2 separate regions of the Oryctolagus cuniculus genome follow, and region 2 is linked to region 1. Evidence: chromatin contacts called from public Micro-C data. All regions are on one chromosome and are shown on one strand. The core of a region is the stretch at or near the end of the contact, and the rest is flanking DNA. Distances in the headings are between cores, read along the strand shown.

Region 1 (5,959 bases), core at 1,741-4,240:
GGTACTTGAGGTTGCGGTTGTCACAGTACATGGCGGTGGGGAAGTTGGGGGGGCAGTCGCACTCCTGGGGGCAGTCGCGGGGCTCCGGCGGGGACGGGGAGCCGTAGGCATAGGCCGGGCCCTCTTCCACCCCGTAGGGGTATGGCTCGTAGGGCTCGTTCGGGTAAGGGTCGTACGGGTCGTAGTAGGTGGACTGCTGGCTGCGGAGGTAGTGGAACCACCAGTGCGGGTCTTCGTCATACTGGGCCCGGGACAGGGAGCAGAGCCCCGCGAGCAGCAGGAGGGAGGCCCACTGCATCGTGTCTCTGTGCAGGGAGGGAGAGAGGAGAGGGAGCGGGCATGAGTGAGCCTCAGGAGGCCGCGGCACAGAGCTGGGCAGCGCCTGCTTCGGCGTCAGACGCCTGGACGCAGGAGCTTCGCTCGCCCTTGCTCGGTGCACACAGCCCGTGGCCGGCTCTGCACACATGGTCCGGCTAGACCGCGGCCACGGGGGCGGGCGGAGAGCTCCATGCATCTCCCCTGGTCCCCTGGTCAAGAAGGAACAGAATGGAGTTACTGCATTTAGAGGGGTAGGTCCACGGCAGCCTTAGCCCCAGGCAGGTTCTGCCGAGGTAGCTGGAAACCCCACAGCCGTCGTGTGTGTGTGTGTGTGTGTGTGTGTGTAGAGGTGTAGGGGTGGGAGTCATGGGCTCCTTGGGCCTGGATTCACATCCAGTTTGGACTCTCCAGGGAAACACTATTTTCCAAGAGTCCAAGGACAAAGCCCTCTGGCTCTTCCTGTCCCGGAGAAACTTCTAGAAGCAGCTTGAGCATCAAAGGGGAAAATCTGAGCCACTTGGGAAGCTCTTTGGGGCTCTTAGGCAGGCTGGGGTTTTCTGGCCCTGGGCGTCTGGGGAGGGGTGTGGCCCCTCAGCGGCCACCACGGGGCCTGGGCTTTCCTCCAAAGTGCCACTGTTGGTGGCATTCGGCTGGGTGAGAAAACCCTCTGGTTAGCAGTCTGTGGTCATGCATGCAGCTTGGCTGGGCCTGGAGGAGCCCCATGTGGGACTCATCTGGAGACGGGCACAGATCCCCTCCAGCCGGGGGACATGGGGTGCGGCACAGTGTGGGGAGGCCGAGCTGGTCTGCCTCCCTGTCTTCCCTGGAGCCCAGCGAAGTGTTAGCACCCTGGGGACACGGGGCCTAGAGCAGTGACTGAGAAACACCGACAGATGGAGGGGACGTTGGAGGTTCTCACGTTTGCCCAAGGGAACGCGGCTTTGGATGGGGTTCTGACACCCACCTTGGAGCGTGCCGGGCCACTGTGATGAGGCCGGGGCAGGCTGAGAGGGCAGCGCGGGGGCTGGGGGCCCCTGGGAGGGAAGTTGAAGGTATGGAGGGAGGGGTGCAGTAGTGTGCCTTCAGGTCTGGGGAGCCCGCCCCTATTACCTCCCTCCAGGGCACTGCACAGCCTCTGTGGGCACCTTCCAGAGAGTCACCCTCGGACAGAGAACTCCCAGGGCTGTCCTGGGTCTGGAAGAGTCCCACTTAGCCGCTGCATTGCTGTTGGGCCTTGCTGGGCCGGCGACCGTGGACAGGGGACAGAAAGGATAATAAAAGCCAGCCTCAGAACTGATGGGAAGGGCCTTGGTGGCCATGCTCAAACTGCTGGCCACTGGCTCCTCCAGGCAGTCCCCTGGGCCTGCCACGAGCCACTGGGCTGCAGAAGAGCTAGCAGGCATCCTGGCTCATCCTCAGGCAGCCCAGGCCTCAGACAAAGAGCCCCAGTGTTCTGAGAAGCAGACTCGACTGCCCACTGCCTGGGCACGCTGGCTGCTCCCTGGCTGTGGCCAGGCAAGAAGACGGATGGAGCAGCCTGCTGCCAACTGTGCATTTTTCCATGTACAGCCCTGGGCTGCTGCAGGACCAAGGTGGTGGCCTAGAGGCTGGCACAGTGAGCCTCTGTCTCTGTTTCTCCTTTTCCAGACTGGGCACCTTGGCAGCCAAGAGCCACAGTCCCCTTGAAACCCAGCTTTCCAGGGTCTGTGTGTCCCACCCGCTCTGGCCTCTGCTTAGATCCAGGGCTGCTGCGAGGGTTTGGTAGGGGAGCTTACGCCTCCCCCCGATCCCACTGCCTCTGTGAGCCACGTAGCTTCGGGGTTGGATACTCTTACCTTGCTTCCCACAATGCCACGGGTCCACCTGTGCTCAGCCTTGCTAAGGTAGAAAGCTCGGGGACTGACACACCAGGAGCTGGGGCGGGGTGGGCGGGGGGCACCTAACTCAGAACCTGCTGCTGTTCTCTTACTCGTCTGCCCTAGAGAAAGTTCTCCTCCTTCAAACGGGGAGCTGTCCCCTAACCTGGGGGGGACCCCACCGGGACGCACAGCCCCCTGGACACAGCCGATGCTTCATCCGACTCTTAACCGCTCCCTTGCACTCAGCACCTCATGCATGCTATACAAAGCAGCATTTAGGACACCCAGGGCTCGGGCCACCCCCAAAGTGCCCCAGATCTCAAAGGGTTGAGGTTATGGGGATCCCCACATTATTTGAACTTTTACATTTTTTGTGCCTGAGAACTGGAGGTCCCCCCGAGGACCGCAAAGGAGATGTCCTGCAACTGGACCTCTTGCCCCGGGCAGCATCCCTCCGGGGCAGCCCAGACTGGGGGGGAAGGAGGATGGCCCACCCCTGCCCTCTCCCAGGTCATGTCTTCGACTTCCTTTATGGACCGACAAGGGACAAACCCGAAGTAAGATGCCTGCACTTACCTCGAGCTGAGCGGAGGAAGAGTGCCCACGTCCCTCGGTCCGGCCTCCTTGGGCTGCAGAACGTGGGCGCGAGGAGAGCAAAGTGAGCTCTGCTGAGAGTGCGCGGCCGTGCCAGGCCAGGGCCCGCCCCCAAATTCCTAACCAGGAGCCTGGAGAGAGGGGTTGCGGAGCGGGCCGGCTCCCTGGCGGGCGGCAGGGGCGGAGCTCGCCAGGGCGCGCGGAGACCCGAATCCGCCCCCGGCCCGCTGGAAAACCACCTTCTTTCCACTCGCCGATCTTCCAGGGAGTTAGCGCGCGCCCTGGACGCCAAAGTGCCTGGGTTTCTCATTAAAGCCACAAAGGCAGATGTGAGCAGGGGAGGGCCCGGGTTTGGGGAGAGGTGTCTTTAACCCCCGAGCGGGCCCCGAGCGGCCCGCGGGCAGCTGTGGCCCCTCCTGGCTCCAGCGCCCCCTACAGGCAGGTCTCAGACCGGCGGCGACTCGCGTGCCTCGCGCAGGGCAGGGGCTGACTCCAGCTGGGACCCCAGACTGCCCTGGCTCCTTCCCTGACACTGGGACACACGCAAAAGCAAGGAACCTCATTTCACAGCACCTGCCGCAGTGGGGAGGACTGTGGGAAGACCCGAGCTAGGCTAGCACGCAGCTGAGGTCCCCTGTGAGGCAACCATGACCACAGCGGTGCCCATTATACAGATGTAGAGTCTGGGAAAGACGAGGTCTAGGAAGGCGGCAGAAGCTAGACCGAGAAGGGGCTTTGTTGGTTTTGATTTTTGAAAGTTTAAGAACAGCACGTTTTAAGAGGGGGAAGCAATGGGATCTGGTATATGCATGCATACATATATATATATATGTATACTTATATATAAAGATTCATTTTATTTATTTGAAAGGCACAGGGACAGAGAGGGAGACAAAAATCTTCCACCTACTGGTTCACTCCTCAAAGGCTGGGACAGGCCAAAGCCAGGAGCCAGGAGCCAGGAGCCAGGAGCCAAAGCCAGGAGCCAGGAGCCAGGAGCCAGGAGCCAGGAGCTGCTTCCAGGTCTCCCATATGGGTGCAAGGGCTCAAGCACTCGGGCCATCCTCCCTTGCCTTCCCAGGTGCATCAGCGGGGAGCCAGATCGGAAGCGGAGCAACCGGTGCTTGACCCGGTGCCTGTGTGGGATTCTGGCGTTGCAGGAGTAATCTACCATGCCACAGCGCCGGCCCCTGTCTGACATTTTTTAGAGCACATGGGAGGGGTCATTGTCTGAGGAAATGAGGCCCCAGCCCAACCTCGAGGAGACAGAATGGCAGATTAGATGAGTGTAGTGGAAGAGGGGCTAGCATACTTACTATTTTTTTTTTTTTTTTTTGTGACAGGCAGAGTGGACAGTGAGAGAGAGAGACAGAGAGAAAGGTCTTCCTTTGCCGTTGGTTCACCCTCCAATGGCCGCCGCGGCCAACGTGCTGCGGCTGGCGCACCGTGCTGATCCGATGGCAGGAGCAAGGTACTTATCCTTGTCTCCCATGGGGTGCAGGGCCCAAGCACTTGGGCCATCCTCCACTGCACTCCCTGGCCACAGCAGAGAGCTGGCCTGGAAGAGGGGCAACCAGGACAGAATCCGGCGCCCCGACCGGGACTAGAACCCGGTGTGCCGGTGCCGCTAGGCGGAGGATTAGCCTAGTGAGCCACGGCGCCGGCCAGCATACTTACTATTTTTAATTGGGACTTTTAAAAAGTTGTATTTACTTGAGAGGCAGAGAGACAGATGGAGAGAGAGAGCGAGAGAGCGCACTCCCATCCATTGTTTCACTCCCTAAATGCCCCCAGCGGCCTGGGCTGAGCCAGCTGGAAGTCAGGAGACAGAATCTCACCCCAGGTCTACCACGCGGGTGGCAAGGCCCCGGTCACTCGAGCCATCCCATTGCTGTCCAAGGTCTGTATCAGCAGGAACCTGGCATCAGGTTCAAAGGCACGCTGACGTCGGATGCAGGTCTCGCTACCGGCATCTTAACCTCGAGGCCAAACTCCCACCACAGGCTGCTGTAGAGAGAACCAGCAAGTTGTGTGGACAGATCGGATCTGGCAGTTAGGACAACTCAGGAATGACTCCGGGATCTTTTTTTTTTTTTTTTTTTTGACAGGCAGAGTGGACAGTGAGAGAGAGAGAGAGACAGAGAGAAAGGTCTTCCTTTGCCGTTGGTTGACCCCCCAATGGCCGCTGCGACCGGCGCACCGCGCTGATCTGAAGCCAGGAGCCAGGTGCTTCTCCTGGTCTCCCATGGGGTGCAGGGCCCAAGCACTTGGGCCATCCTCCACTGCACTCCAGGGCCACAGCAGAGAGCTGGATTGGAAGAGGAGCAACCAGGACAGAACCTGGTGTGCTGGCGCTGCAAGGCAGAGGATTAGCCTAGTGAGCCACGGCGCCGGCCTTCCATGATCTTGCTTTGAGCCGATGGTCAGCTGATGGAGCATTTCCGGGTGGACAGAGGTGGGTGGGGCAGGAAGCGTGCTTTGGCTGTGCCATGTGAGTGATGCCTTGTGCCCGGGGTGGGGGCATCCCAGTGAGGTGCATGTAGACAACTGATGTGTGAATCTGAGCGGAGTCCGGGGCCCAAGGGAAACACATGAGGACCCCTGGGTTTGGCTCACGTAGAATCTGGTAGCTTAGATGAACCCATGCGCCCTGAGCGTGCTGTCGTCCAGGGACTGGCTCCTGCCTAGGCCCGGAAGCCCCCCTATTTTAATGCCCACTGGGAAACCCTTGGGTGATTCAAACTTGAAGAACCCACTGCTAGTGCTGCTGGCTACACTGGACCTACACTGTGACTCGAGAGCTGGGGGAGGAGAAGGGGCAGGACTCGTGGGCACTCCCTCTTCTTCTTTTTTTAAAGATTTATTTGAAAGAGTTACAGAAAGAGAGGGGGGGCGTCTTCCATCTGCTGGTTCACTCTCCCAATTGGCCGCAACGGCCAGAGCTGCACCGATTCAAAGCCAGGAGCCAGGAGCTTCCTCTGGGTCTCTCACGCGGGTGCAGGGGCCCAAGCACTTGGGCCATCTTCTGCTGCTTTCCCAGGCCATAGCAGAGAGCTGGATCAGAAGTGGAGCAGCCGGATCTCGAACCGGTGACATGGGCACTCCTTCTTAGCACACCAATTCCATTTCCTTTTTTTTTTTTTTTTTTGATAGGCAGAGTGGACAGTGAGAGAGAGAGACAGAGAGAA
Region 2 (5,959 bases), core at 1,340-3,839, 60 kb after region 1:
TATCACTCAGGTGGAGGACCTGGGCGAAGTTCCTGATGCCTGGCATTTGGGGCGCGGACCAGTGGATGGAAAATCTCTCTTTCCCTCTGGCTCTCTCTTTCTCCCTTTGAAATAAAATGGAAATAAATAAATAAAAATCTATTTTAAAAAGAGACAAAAATGGTAACAGGAGGAAGGGTGGAGGTGGTTATGAAAGCCCTGGGGAAGGAGAAAAGGGGGAGGAATTAGGATCCTAGAAGGAAAAATAGACACATGGGAAAAGGAAACACAGAGCCGGCGCCACGGCTCAACAGGCTAATCCTCCGCCTTGCGGCGCCGGCACACCAGGTTCTAGTCCCGGTCGGGGCGTCGGATTCTGTCCCGGTTGCCCCTCTTCCAGGCCAGCTCTCTGCTGTAGCCCAGGAGTGCAGTGGAGGATGGCCCAGGTGCTTGGGCCCTGCACCCACATGGGAGACCAGGAGAAGCACCTGGCTCCTGCCATCGGATCAGCGCGGTGCGCCGGCCGTGGTGCACCGGCCGCAGCGCGCCAGCCGCGGCGGCCATTGAAGGGTGAACCAACGGCAAAGGAAGACCTTTCTCTCTGTCTCTCTCTCTCACTGTCTACTCTGCCTGTCAAAAAAAAAAAAAAAAAAAAGGAAACACAGAAGAAGGAAAAGGAAGGGAGAAGGGGAAGTTTGCATCCTGGAAGGCAAAGCGGAGGAAATGCTCCGTCACTGAAGCGCAGTGGGATGTGCTGGGCGGATGGGGGAGGAAGGGAGACCCTGCTCTCCTCCTGTGCACCTGCACTTCGGAGCTCATGGAGTGCAGAGGGAGCTCTGGAGAGGAGGCGGGATAGGACCTGAATGACCACGGGGGGGCGGAACGGAGGGGCCCCTGTGAGGCCTTTCTAAGTGGACGATCGGCTGCCTGGAAGGCACCAGGGGGAGGACAGAGAAGCAAGACCGAGTCCTCAGGCTTGGGAGGAAGGGGGCAGGTGTCAAGGCCTGCAGGAGTCAGCACCACGCACCCTGCACACACGGGCTCCGAGCACCCGGGAACCCTCACCCCCGGCCGAGTTTCTGGCACAAGCGAGTCACTTGAGAGCCGCTCGAGACCCTCTCGACTGAACGGCCATGAAGCAGCCACATCAGGACTTGAACTCCGTTCTGAAACAAACGCCTGAGAGCTTCCCACCAGGCCACAGCTTGGGGAACAGCAGTGGGAGGAGGACGAGGCTGTGGCAGGGTGGAGGGAACGCCAAACCTCCAAGACCAAGGTCAAAGCCGTCCGTGACCTTGACAGTTAATCTCCACATGGAAGCCTCAGCCTTCCATGTCACAAAGCGAGGGTGTGGGCTAGGGGCCAGGAGCCTTTCCACCCCTAAGCACAGAAAGTTCATTCGTGTTTGCTACTGCTATGTAGCCTGGGCAGGAACTCCACGGTGAGTACCCCCTGCCTGCAGCCCGTTCAAGACTGAGGCCAGGGACCAGGCCTTAACGTTGACATTGTCTCCAAAGAGCCTGATCAATTAATATTTCATTAACCAAACGAAGAAGTAATTACTTATGAAGCCTGCAGTGGTGTTTGACTGACAGTGCGAAAGAGAACATGAACGATCCCAGTCGCCGGGAGCTTGCGCACTCGCACAGGGTGCTTGCCAAGCGCGAACCAAAATCACTAGTGCTTCCTGGAAGAGCTGTGTGGCCATGCCCGCTGCAGCCCGGCCTCCTCCCCAAAGAGGACGCAACGGGAGGTTGAGGTGCTCTGTGTGGTGTCTGCTTTACTGGAAGCTGGCTGCCTCGGACACGTTGCTGAGGTCGTCTCTGACTGCGGTTGGCCAGTCTTGGGGTGTGTGTGTGTGTGTGTGAGATCTGGTGGGGCTTGCGTGTGCCTGGTGTGACAGGGGAGGTGGGTCAGGAGTGGTGTTCATGGTGCTGATGCGGACCGGGGTGTGGCCGCACTGAGAAGAGGCAGGCTAGCCAGCTGCAGGAAGAAGGACCCTGGGAGGAAGACATGCTGCTCCCAGGAGCGGGAACGACGGGCGGAGGGGATGAGGGTGTCCACGGGCCGGGAGGAGAGGGCGCCGGGGCTCGCTGCGGGGGCTGCCAGGCACCCGAGCCGGAGGTGCGAGCCTGTCCCGACGTGGTGAGAAGGTCTTGTGGGCGACGCTAGGGCTGCTGGCTTTATTCAGAGACTAAGGGAGGAGCCGTGCCTCCCGCCCTTGTCCCCAACAGCCCTTTGGGGGACCTTCCCCCTCTCACCCAGCTTTACAGGGCTCCCGGCTGCCTGGGACAAACTTCCTGCTGCTCCTCCCCCAGTGCCCTGCTCAGACTCCCTTAAGCCTTCCTGGACAAACTCATTCAGCCCCAGCAATGCTAAACCCCTGGCCCCCAAGCCCCGGCCGACACCTACCGCTTCCCCTAACTCTCCCCATTCCCAGTGCAGCTCCTCTGTGGAGAAGAGAGAGGGCAGCTCCGGCTGAACCTTTGGCCCCAGGATGCAGAAAGAGGACGGAGAGAGAGGGGCTGGGAGGGGAGGAAGCGCCCGGGCTGGTGGCCAGCCCCGGATGCCTGGGGCTGGGCTGGGGCTCGTGGTCCTCTGTGTTCTGGAATGTGGCAGGGCCTTGCCAGGGCGTCTTGGAGCGGCTCCTCCCCAAGCCGCTCACTCCTCACCCTGGACAGAGCCACGCTGGCAGCTCCTCCTGGGCCTTCCTCACGGTGCACGGGTGCCCCACGGTGGACGGAGCTCCGAGGCTCCCGTCCTGCTCACTGCGAGGGCTCAGAAGCCGCACAACCGTGTGTGTTCCTTGCCCTTTGCACGGGGCAGGGTGGGCCCTGGGTGTGCCCCGAGACCCCTTGCTGGAGCCGTTGTTCTCTGTGGGGCCTCGGGCTGCTTGGCCTTCTGGGGTCCCGCCTGCTGGCGCAGTGCCCTCCTCGTCAGGGGACATGGACCCCCAAGCCACGTCAGCCCTGGTCTCCTGTGTCCTCCTCCTGCCCTCCTCCTGGGGGGCACATCCCAGTGCGATCTTGAGGAGACACATGGGCTCTTCTGAGCCCAGTCTAAATGTCCAGGGTGGATCTGGGCCCCCTTCAAAAGGGAGCATGCCAACAGGAGCCAAGGCCTGAGCCCACCCCCAGCTCCCGGTCCCCAGACCCAGGGTCTGGGCCCCAGCACAGGGCATGAAGACCGAGGCCCCACACAGAGGCTGGGGCAGAGCCCTGGAGTACTGTGCAATGGAGGAGCATCTGTTTACTTTTATTTTTATTTTATTTTTTCCCACATAACAGCCTGCGCACAGCTGCTGGAAGGAGACGCGCGGAACACTCGGGAAACCCCCGGGGAGGGACGCGCCGTCCCTTAGGGCTCACTGTGGGCTCTTGGCTAAGGGGGCTAGGCTGGCGGTCAGGAGAGAAGTGCAGCAGGGCAGTGAGGGTGCCCTAACCCTCCATCTACAGGATTCGAGAGACAGCTCCAGCATTCTAGAAACGGGACTAACATCAGGCGCCGGCACACCAACTCTGCCTCTGGAGGAAACTGGGCCGCAGCCAGAACAATGTCACGTCTTAACCAGGCAGCCAGTGAATTCAGAGAGGAAGTCAGACCACCACCCAGCCTCCCTGCCCCCTCCCTCCCCCAACTGAGTCACGGAGCTATTACACCACCAGAAATGGGCTAACCCTGAAGAGCGAGCACCAGCCGGAGCCGGTCCCTGGCCTCCAGGAACTCGCAGCCCCTTGGGAAATTCCAGGAAACTGAGGCAGCTCGTTACACACCCTTCTCTCTCAGCTCAGCTTCTCCCTTCCTGTCTCTTCTCCTCACTCCAAAGTTCATTGCCAGGCCCAGCAAACCCGCTTCTCCCACCAGCCCCTGCTCTCTCCTGCCAAGCACAGAAGCAGACAGTGACAGACACATAGGTCTCTAAGGGCCCTGAGGCATGGGGCTCCTGTCTGCATCTGGACACAGCAGGGCAGGGGCAGCCCAAATTCCCCAGGTCATAAGTCACACTGACCTCCAGCCCTGGAACAAACAGACAATTCCTTGGCTTCCAGCCGCTGACCTGACTGTCTCAGAGGCCCAGGACGACTGTCCACGCTGCAGTCCCCTGCACTGGGTCTTGCAGAGCAACATGCAGAGGGCAGAGGCTCTGGGCTCCCGTCTCAAAGCCATTGCCATCAAAGAAGCTCAGTCCAGCAAAATCGCGGAAGCCATCTGTCTGCAAAGTGTCCCGAGCTCTCCGTGTGCTTCCTCCAGTTCTGTGAAGAGGGTGGCGCTACCAGAACAGTGAAATCCTGTCCACCACCTCGTCCGATCCTCCACACACCTACCCCTCTTCCGGCCTGCCTGCATATCTTCCTTCCTTCCTTCCCTCCTTCCTTCCTTTCTTTTTAAAGATTTACTTATTTACTTGAAAGAGTTACACAGAGAGAGAAGGAGAGGCAGAGAGAGAGGGAGAAAGAGAGAGAGAGAGGGGTCTTCCATCTGCTGGTTCACTCCCCAATTGGCCACAATGGCCAAAGCTGTGCCTATCCAAAGTCAGGAGCCAAGAGCTTCTTCTGGGTCTCCCATGTGGGTGCAGGGGCCCAAGGACTTGGGCCATCTTCTACTGCCTTCCGAGGCCACAGCAGAGAGCTGGATCAGAAGTGGAGCAGCTGGGTCTCAAACCGGTGCCCATATGGGATGCTGGCACTGCAGGCTAGGGCTTTATCCGCTATGCCACAGCACTGGCCTCTGTCTACATACTTTTTCTCCTTCCTCTTCTGCACTCTTTCCTCTTGCTTCTGCAACACAAAACCCCGGACACGCAGGCCAGAAAACATCAAATGCTCCCTGGAGGCAGAAAGATGAGGAGGAAGTAGCCTTGTGGCCTAGCAGTGAAGCCCACGGATGGGACCCTGGCGCCCGGGTTGGAGAACCTGGGTTCAGTACCTGACCCATCCCGACTCCAGCCTCCTCTCAAGCACACCCTAGGAGGCAATGGTGATGGCTCAGGAAGCTGGGTCCCTGCCTCCAAATGCGCGACCTGGGTTGTGTTCCTGGCTCTTGGCTTCCACCAAGCTCAGCCCTGGCCGTTGCAAGCATCTGGGGAGTAAACCAGAAGATAGGAGCTCCCTGTCTTTCTCTATCTTTCAAATAAAACAAAATATTTAAAGTTTTTTTTTTAAAAGAATAGGAGACAGCATCCTCTTTCCTAGGCAGAGGAGAGGGGAGAGCCTGGACATTCATAGAGTAATAATGTTTTGTCCATCACAACAGCTGTCACTCCAGGGAGCCCCTCTCCCCAAGCCCCAGGTGGGCAGGACAATTTCCAGACAAAACGACCGTAGTTCCCAGGCTGCGGGTTCTAGAAGTTCCGTTCCAGTTCCGAGCTACAATGGACTACCACCCACCAACTGCCCCAATTTAGAGTTGGACAAACAAGGCTGCTGTGTCTCTGACATACCCTTCCTCTTGGCAGCCTTGCTGTGTTCTGACCGTGGTCAACACTTGCTGCACTGTTCACTCCACTTGTACCTGCTTGGTCACCTAGAGCGTGCAGGTTCCAGAAGGTTCTAAACTCTACCTATTTTTGTCTTGTGCTAAAGCTCATGAATAGGTCTGTCGAGCTTAGCTAACGCTGCATAATGAATTGCCCCAAATGCAGAGACTTAAAACCAAAACAATCACTTGTGTCTCCTTGCTTCTGTGGGTCACAAGTGTGGGAGAGGCTTGGCTGGTCCTCATGGCTCGGGTCTCTCAGGATGCTGTGGGCACAAGATCTTCCAAGTGTCTGGAGCTTTGGCTGCGGCCGCAGCATCTACTTCCAGGGCTGGCAAGTGGTGCTGGCTGTTGGGAGGAGATGGGGGGTGGGCCTTGGTTCAAGTGGGCCTCCCCATGTGCCGTGGGGTCCCTTGCAACATGGCGGCTAGAAGTCACATGGTCTCACTCCTGCCTTGCACCATTGGTCAGAGCGACCCCAAGCCCCGCCCCTTCTCCCAGTCAA

The links. Hi-C and Micro-C count contacts between places; a contact is called where the count stands out from the background.
Region 2: a Micro-C map of ear pinna shows a contact between it and region 1, with 2.9 times the contacts expected there. The contact joins the enhancer-like site here to the promoter of FMOD in region 1. A contact is called at or near these places in 2 of 6 Hi-C or Micro-C datasets (ear pinna and an unstated tissue).

The regions. Positions count from the first base shown.
Region 1 is chr13:19,067,398-19,073,356 of mOryCun1.1, forward strand. It overlaps FMOD (fibromodulin), which reads right to left and starts at 2,991. Exons shown (of 4, transcript XM_051821140.2): 1 at 2,754-2,991; 2 at 1-305. The coding sequence starts at 298.
Region 2 is chr13:19,128,227-19,134,185 of mOryCun1.1, forward strand. No RefSeq gene overlaps it. Among named protein-coding and RNA genes, the nearest start is that of PRELP, 28 kb to the right of the region's middle. Within about 2 kb of position 2,590, at least 3 of the 8 cell types and tissues checked have an H3K27ac peak or open chromatin away from gene starts, as enhancers often do. A contact at or near this core is called in ear pinna, where this site is marked.